Linked DNA regions of Sus scrofa: region 2 is linked to region 1. A link is a contact called in public Hi-C data. All regions are on one chromosome and are shown on one strand. Each heading gives the region's core, a stretch centred on a gene start, on an enhancer-like site or on the middle of the called end of the contact. The rest is flanking DNA. Distances are from core to core; before and after follow the strand shown. Region 1 has its middle 350 kb from the start of ZNF521. Region 2 overlaps LOC110261185 (a long non-coding RNA gene).

The links. A called contact is a pair of places that touch in the nucleus more often than the background predicts.
Region 2: a Hi-C map of omental adipose tissue shows a contact between it and region 1, with 1.5 times the contacts expected there. The contact joins two enhancer-like sites. A contact is called at or near these places in 7 of 47 Hi-C or Micro-C datasets (embryonic fibroblasts, fetal heart ventricle, heart right ventricle and 4 more).

What each region holds. Positions count from the first base shown.
Region 1 is chr6:109,766,271-109,770,705 of Sscrofa11.1, reverse strand. No RefSeq gene overlaps it. Among named protein-coding and RNA genes, the nearest start is that of ZNF521, 350 kb to the left of the region's middle. Within about 2 kb of position 2,500, at least 3 of the 83 cell types and tissues checked have an H3K27ac peak or open chromatin away from gene starts, as enhancers often do.
Region 2 is chr6:110,386,556-110,390,990 of Sscrofa11.1, reverse strand. All of the region lies in intron 2 of LOC110261185 (a long non-coding RNA gene), which reads left to right. Among named protein-coding and RNA genes, the nearest start is that of ZNF521, 270 kb to the right of the region's middle. Within about 2 kb of position 1,845, at least 2 of the 83 cell types and tissues checked have an H3K27ac peak or open chromatin away from gene starts, as enhancers often do.

The DNA.
Region 1 (4,435 bases), core at 1,251-3,750:
CTGCACCAGAGGAGAACAGGCAGTTATTAAGCATTTAACAAATCTTAAGTAATGAACACATAAGAGGTCAAGTAATGGTGTGAGGGGTGGGGCTCTTTTAAAGACCTGTGACAAGACTACCAGCAGTGGTAAGTGCCTGATCCCACCACTACCCTTCATTATCTCTGTCCCTGCCCTCCAATGACTGTGAGGCTATAATTCAAAAATTAGTGTAAGGAAAGCACACAGATGTATGTCGCCTATACCTGTGCTTCTTCTCTGAGTTTTCCACAACACACCCAGTGAATTCACCCTGTGCCTGTCAGCCTGCCAGCTTCCTTGGGCTCTCATGCTGATTCCCATGAAGGAGAAGAGACGGCCACACGCATGTCAGTCTTTCTGGCACTGAGAAGTGGTCCCTTCCTAAGTATGTGAGAGAGTATTTAGGACAACTTGCCTGCTATAGTCAGACAGGCCATTTGCCACCTCCAGATTTCAGGGCTTATGACAACCCACATTTATATTTCACTCATGCAAACACCACTGTGGGTTTGGGCATCTCTCCAAGGCAGCTATTTTCCATGCAGTGACTCAGCCTCCAGGCTTCTTTGATCCTCCTGCTCTGCCATCTCAACACGAGCCCTCAGTGATCACAATGGGGGAGCTGGTACTGGGAGAATGCTTACCTACTTTTCTATACTTTGGCTCAGAGGTGACACATGTCACTTCCAATGGCAGTCCAGTGACCAGACAAATCAGAGGCCCCAGCCTAACTAATGAGAGTGTAATAAATGTAGCTGAGCACATGGAATATCTCAGAGCATGGTTGTCTCTGATCTTTGACTTTCCCTTATTCTTTCTAAGCAGAGATTTGAGTGGGTTGGCCTTAGAGCATTCAATGGGGAGCCCTTGTGGTGGGCAGAATTCCTGATGCATCTCCAAGATGGCCAAGCTTCCTGGGCTTGGGACATACACAGTTATCATCCAGCACCCTGGTTCCACTTCCCTGAAAGAATATTCCATTGCCACTGAAATTTTAAAAATCAATCAGCACTGCTTTTCTTAAATGAGTGATGTACGTGAAGCCCTGTGGCTTCATACCTGCTTCTTCTAGTGCATCCATCACACACCCTCTGTCACCAAAGGGTCATGGTCAAATGTCTCCTCTGCAAACACAGGGAATGTCTGATATATGAATGCCATCATCCTCATCAACACCGATCGCACCCTGACCTTGTACCAGCTGGGAATATAATGATAGAATTCTACCTTCAAATACTTTCTGGTCTAGTAAGAAAGATTGATAAATTAAGTATTCCAGTGCCTCATGTGATCAACAACATGAGAGATGCTGGCGGTGGCCTGGAGAGAATGGGAAATCCAGGAAAGAATCCAGGAGACCATGATATTTGAACTAGATGAGAAAGATGAGAAGAATGAAAAGTAGTGAAGAGAAACTGAGAGTAGATCCTCTGACTTTTTTGGACCTAAAAGTGTAGGGGTGTGTGTGTGTGTGTGTGTGTGTGTGTGTTGAGGGAGATGGAGGGGGTGGGCAGGGAGGAGTGAAAATGAGGCTGGAGAAGTAGACAGAGCTCCATCACGAAGGTCCTTCTGGTATTTCCCGAAATAAAACCCTTCTGTGCCTGGCTTCTTTTCAATTTGACCTTAGAAGGTGGAAATGAAGATCCACTCAGGATCTCATTGGCTCACTTCCTCCCAAATGGCAAGATCTCCTTAATGTCACCTCGAGATCAGAGCCCCAAAGAAAAGCTAAAGCCTCTTTTGCTTCCTTTGGTCAGCAGCCAGCTGGCAAAGTAACCAGCAAATAAAATCAGTACAGTGCAACTGGCGTCTGGTCATCCAGACACTCCCGAAGCCCCTTAGGTCTACGTGCAAGATTATCCTCATGGCCCGTGGGTCCCCACCACCACCACCAATGGTCCCTTCCAAGAGAGTGGACCGCAAGAGTGGCAACCTGCCAGGCTTTTCACCTCTAGCTCTCCTAGACTGTGTAACCCCACGCCGCCCCCAAGTCTCCCCAGCCTGGGCTTTCAGGGCTTGGCAAGAAAGTGAAATTAAATACATGGCAGATGTGCTCAGGGTCAAGGGGCTTTTGTTCTTTTGCTGATTTGCAGTTTCTCTGACAGTCTTACTCTGTCCTGGTCCTCTGATGATTTCCTACCCCATCACACTCTGAGGTCTGGAGGTATGTGAATTTAGCTTTGAGCATATGACCAAACTCGGCAAGCCAGGCCATGTCAGGGACCCAGGAGCTGGTCTACAAAAGAGACTGAATAAAATGGCATCAGTGGCTGGTGACAGGAGAAACTTGTCACAAGAGAGGTTATCTCCGGAGGTGACAGACAATGATAGGTGTTGCAAAGTCTTAATGTCAACTGGTGTCTTGGCAATTGAAGCTCAGCTCGCCTAGGGTAACAGGACATTATCAACTTTGCTCATACTCTGAGGAATGGATGTGTCTGTTACCAATCCAAGGAGCCCAGGACACTACAACAATAAATGTTATGCCACCTAGCAACAATGGCTGTGACCCTGAGATGAATTGTTTGGGGAACAGGTCATATCAGAGTGACTTTTAAATAGCTGTCCTTTTTCAACCTCCTGTTTTTCAACTGGACAACCATTCCAGGCTTAAATGCCACTTCTTTATCCCTTCAGGGGGTATATATTTAGGTTTTGATGTGTCTGGGAATGCATATGCTTTCTTGCCAGATCTGGAGCACTTCATCAATTCTGATGTGATGGAAAATGACCCAGATGCTTGTATATGGTAATTCTGAATAGAGGAGAGGAAGGTCTTAGGTTGTTCATTTCTTTAGAAGCCACTTCTCAGCTCCTTTCCTGAGCTGGCAAAGACAATGGCAATTGCAGGAAATGATGCTCCTGTAATATACTGGCCTCAGGAGCTGATTATAGATTTCAAATGGAAAAAAAAAAAATGAGGGTGCCAATGAATTGTCTTTCTATTCAGCTGAGCAAAGAACACACTTTAACAAGGCAACTGCTTGCATTTGTTAATGAAGGGGATTCCCATTTGTGGTAGGCTGAGTAATGGCCCCCAAAGATATCCACATCCTGATCCCTGGAGCCTATGAATGTCACCTCGCATGCAAACGGGACTTGACAGATGTGATTAAATATCTTAAGATGGGGGGATTATCCTGGATTATGTGGTGGGCTCTAAATATCATCATATGTGTTCTTAAAAAAAGGAGGCAGAGGGAGACTTGAATGCAGGAAAGGAGGCCACAGTGTGACCACAGAGGCAGAGAATAAAGTCATGTGACCACCAAGGAAGCCTAGGGCCAGGAGAAGCTGGAAAAGGCAAGGAACAGATGCTCCCCCTGGAGATTCTAGAAGGAACCAGCCCCGGTGTCTGGTGTCAGCCTCAGCCTAGTGATACTGATTTCCAGACTTTAGGTTTCCAGAACCATAAGAGAATAAATCTGTGCTGTTTTAAGCCGCTATGGTTGTGGCAATTTGCTACAACAGCGACAGGAAACTAATACACCATCTAACACCAGTGGCTTACTTTCTTCCTTTCTTACTTTCTACTATGTAGCCTGTGCTACATAGTAACATCCTTTATGTTTGTTTTGAATGGATTACACCTTTTATAATTGAAGTAGGTGTGTGGATAGCCATGTGCCAGATCTGCCCCATCCTAAATCTACTTGGATCATTTTTAACCAAATTTTTTGAAGGAACCGTGGCCAGCAAACTTCCTGAAGTTCAGAAACTCTCATCTGTGGAGGAAAGAAGTGTTTCTGGCAATCGCTCCTGGAGGTTTTGGCCAGTCAGCATGGACACCCTGGGCCAGGGGGCCCTCAGGTACTGCAGTAGCGACCAAGTGCTAAGCCCACTGCAGAAGCCACTGAGAATCAGTGCAGCTGGAGGTGGGGAAACCAAGATGATAGAAAGTCTGGAAAGGTATTTCACAGCCCCTGACACTGCCATCCTGAGCCCAAACATGATGTCCCCTTTTTCTGCTTCCATGCGTATTTCTTAAACGTTTCCCTTGGTGATGATATATTCCTTTCCAGTTCAGAACTGCCTTTGAAATCTGATTGTGCCTTTGTAAGCATGGTGGGAATGGGGACATGCAGTGTGATTTACCTCAGGCCTCACACACCCTAGGGAGATTCTTGGATGTCCCATCCTTAGACTGGACACAATTGTTGGAATCACATACAGCCAGGAGAATTTGCTACGTTATCAACAAGAGCAGAGGGTCAGAGGGATAGAACGAACTCAAGACAGCGAACTTTGGAAATCCAATCTCATTTAATCATCACAATTATCCATAAATTGAGGACAATATCCCAAATACAAAGATAAGCCAAAGACCTGAAAGACTTAAGTTACTTGCTGGGAGTCACCTACCTGAGGAGCAGAGCTGGGCTCCAAATCCAGACAGCTTGATTCCGAGGCTTTT
Region 2 (4,435 bases), core at 596-3,095, 620 kb before region 1:
GAGGATATACCTGTTTGTAGTTTCCTTAGGGAGTTTTATAATGAATTTTATATTTAGATTTTTCAAGATCATGAATTTATGTAGAGTTTGAGGACACTGGTGGGGAATTTTTTTACTTTTTTTATTTTTTTTTAATTTTTTTTTTAAATTCTATTTTCCCACTGTACAGCAGGGGGGGGAATTTTTTTTTAAAAGAGTGATCAGTGTGCCACATGCCCTCCATAGGGAGGGGATGAAGGTGCTCTGACCTCACCGCAAGCCAAGTGAGGAGGACTGTAGAGCATGATAAGTGCCATTATGGAATTTGAGAGATGCAGGATCTGAAATGTCTAAGAAGGGCAAAGTCTAGCTCAGGGGTCTGTGGATGGCAAAGGCAAGAATAAAGCTTCTTCAAAGCTCTTAATGTTTTCTATAGTTCAGAATAAAGTAGAAGGGGGAGTTATATACATAAATATAAGAGGGCTGTCAGAATGGTCAAGGTGACTCCCTAGTGGGAGTGTGGTATATGTGTACAACCCCTGGAAGTCAGAGGTGGGGGAAAAAATCATAAGGATCTCACTGAAAAAGTTATTGGCCATATTAAGAGAACTGATGGAGAAGGTCCCCAGAGATGGTGTAGGGTCTCCACAGAATCCAAAGTGCATTCCACCAACACCGGATCCCAAAGGTAAGACAGCTTTGCCCCTGACCTCTCTTCTGTCCACTGCTCCATTTCTGTGGAGTCAGAGGCAGTGTAATGAAAGGAAAACCAGTGATGAAGTAAGGTGGGAAAATGGGGACAGGGTAAAATCATCCATGCCCCTTCCTTTTTTTTTTTTTTTTTTTTTTTTTTTTTTTTGTCTTTTTGCCTTTTCTAGGGCTGCTCCCATGGCACATGGAAGTTCCCAGGCTAGGGGGTTTAATTGGAGCTGTAGCTGCTGGCCTACGCCATAGCCACAGCAACGTGGGAACCAAGCCACATCTGTGACCTACACCACAGCTCATGGCAACGCTGGATCCTTAACACACTGATCGAACCCACAACCTCATGGTTCCTAGTTGGATTCATTAACCACTGAACCATGATGGGAACTCCCCAGTGCCCCTCTCCTAATTCAGACTCCTTGACCTGTAGCAGACCTGAGCTGGTGATGTTATAAATTGTGTTGGAGTTTGGAGTTTTTATTTTTTGCTTTTTTTAGGGCCATATCTTAGGCATATGGAAGTTCCCAGGCCAGGGGTGTAATTGGACTTGCAGCTGTCAGCTTATACCATAGCAACAGCAACACAGGATCCAAGCCTGTGACCTGTACCACAGCTCACAGCAATGCTGGATCTTTAACCCACTGAGCAAGGCCAGGGATCAGACCCGCCTAGTCATGGATATTAGTCATATTTGTTAATGCTGAGCCACAATAGAAACTCCTGGAGTTTAAAATTAGACTGGATTGGATATTTTATTACTTGAACATTGAGATTATTTGATAATATCTGAAGGTGTTGGGAAACACTATGTGATATACACAGGATTTCAGCATGCTTGGAGTGAGAAGGATTGGTTGAATGGATTTGCAGGGGTGGTGCCATGAAAGGATAAAATTGAGTTTTGTTTGCGTTAGTGTGTCAGGCTCTTTCAATCAACTAGTGATAGTCATTTGAGCCACAGAAAATCTAGGTAACCAACAATCAATGTGGATCTGGAGGAGTTTGGGGAAGACATCCATTTTGGAGTCCATCCAAACTCTCTTGCTCCATTTAGAATCAGTTCAACTTATAATACTTTCTTGGTGATGCAATACACAAGTTATTTTTAAATAATTCCTGTCAAAGTACTATACATGCGCACGCGTGCACACACACACACACGCACACACACACACACACACTTGAGTGATATCAGGAAGATTGTGGCATAGAAGTCCCAGCTGTCACTACCCCACAGAAATACCAATTTAAAAACTATATATGGACCAAAATATAGTTATGAGATTTATAGAATTTGGTTAAGAAATTATAGTACCTCAGGTGAGTACAAAGCTGAGAATAGCTACATTGAAACAGTAGAAAGAGCAATTTCACTTTATCCATGTCAGCCCCTCCCCCAAGCCAGCAAGCTCAGCTCTAGAAGAGACTATGCCATCTCGTGACTACTTCCTCAGGGGGAAAGAGAAGAGTGGAATGTGCATTCAGTATTATGCTTTTCAGAGGGCTGCCTGAGGGACTGGTATCTGTCTCTCCTGACTTGGAGTGCTGACATGGAGTTGGCATACTTATGCGGCCTGGTGATTGCTGAGAACAAGGGAGAATGGGGTGGCTTACTGCTATAAAACCAGAGAATTTGCAGTGCCACAGATAGACACCAGAGGGGGCAAGAGATTAGGAGCTCATGAATAAAAATTGGCAAGCCTCTCGTTGAGAATTGAAGGCAAAATCCCAGAGAAGATGCATCACATGATAAAATTTTAGAAGCCTCCTGAATCTCTAGCCAGAGTGATTGGTAAAGGTATTCTCCTATAGGAAGCCAGTTCATAAAGACTAGGAAAAATAGTTGTTTTTTCAAACAGACAGATGCCAACATTAAGTTATGACACCCATGAAGAAACAGGGGAACATGGCTCCAAAAAAGGAACCAACTAAAACTCCAGAAACTGATCCTAAAGAAAACTCCAGAAACTAATCCTAAAGAAATGTACCAAAATCACGGGGAGGAAGTAGACATTCATATTTAAGAAACTTAATGCTACAGCTAAGATATACCGCAAAAGGTCTACAGTGAGACATGTTATAATCAACTTGTCAAAAGTGAAAGACGAAAAGAATTTTGGAACAACAAGAGAAAAGTGCTTGTCACATATAAGGGGACTCAACATAAGACTATCAGCAAATTTCTTGGCAGAAGATTTGCAAGCCAAAAGGGAGTGAAATGATATATTCAAAGTACTGGGAAAAAAAAAACAAAAAACTCTACAAACCAAGAATACTATGTCTGGCAAAACTATCCTCCAAAAATGAAGGAGAAATAAACATTTTTTCCAATAAACAAAAGCTGAGGGAGTTTGTTACAATTAGACCTACCTTGAAAAAAATGATTAAGGAAATCCTTCAAGTTGAAATGAAAGGGCACTAAACAGCAACATAAAAGCATATGAAAGTTCCTTGCTGGGTAAGATAAATATATAGACAAATACAGAATATTGTAACACTGTGTTGGTGGTATGTAAATCACTTAATTCTTGGATAGAAGGTAAAAGACAAAAGTATGGAAAATGACTATAACTATAAAAATGTTAATGGATGCCAACATAAAAAGAAGTAATTTGTGACATCAATAACATGACGTGTGTGTGTAGAGAAGAAAAAGTGTAGAGTATTTGTATTCATCTTAAGTCAATTTGTCATCAGCTTAAAATAGATTATTATTATAAGATGTTTCATGTAACCACAATGGTGAAAACAAGGAAAATAATTATAGAAGATATACAAAAGAAAATGATACAGGAAAAAAAGAAAGAAAAATGAGAAAATAAGCATGTAACTATAAAAAAAATCAAAAGATAAAGGAAGATAGCAAGAGAGGAAAAGAGTAACAAAAAAGCAATAACACAGAAAACAAGTAAAAAAATGTAAAAGTTGTCAGAAATTACCTTTAATGTAAGTGTATTAAACTTTCTATCAAAAAACACAGAATAACTAAATGGATAAAAAATTGATCCAACAATATGCTGTCTACAAGAGACTCACTTTAGATTTAAAGATATACATAGGCTGAAAGTGAATGGATGGGAAAAAAAAGATATTATATCCAAATGGTAATCAAAAGAGGCCAGAGGGTACTCATACTCTTATCAAACAAAATACACTTTAAGTCAAAAACTGTCGTAAAACATATAGAAGTTGTTTAAGGGTAAAAAATTTAATTTACTAGGAAGGTATAACAATTATAAATATATTTGTACCACACATCAAGTATCCACATCTATTAAGAACTGAATGGAGAAATAGAAGGCAATATAGTAATGCAGGGGATTTCAATACTCCATTTTCAATAATGGATAGAATATCCAGGCAGAAAATCAATAAAAAAACCAGAAGAGTTGAACAACATTATAAACCAAGTGGATCTAATGGGCATATATAGCATTGCACCCAGCAGCATCAGAATAGACATTATTCTCAAGTGCCCACAGAATGAATGTTCTGTGAATTCTAGGGAATATCACATATTAGGCCACAAAATAAGTTTTGACAAATTTAGGAAGATTAAAATCTTACCAAGTATATTCCCAATCACAATGAAATGAAGCTAGAAATTAGTAGCAGAAGAAAAACTGAAAAATTTACAAATGTGGAAATTAAACACTCTTGAACAATTAAAGATTCAAAGAAATAACTGAAAAGAAAATTATGAAATTATGTTGAGACAAATAAAAATGAAAATACAACATACCAAGACTTA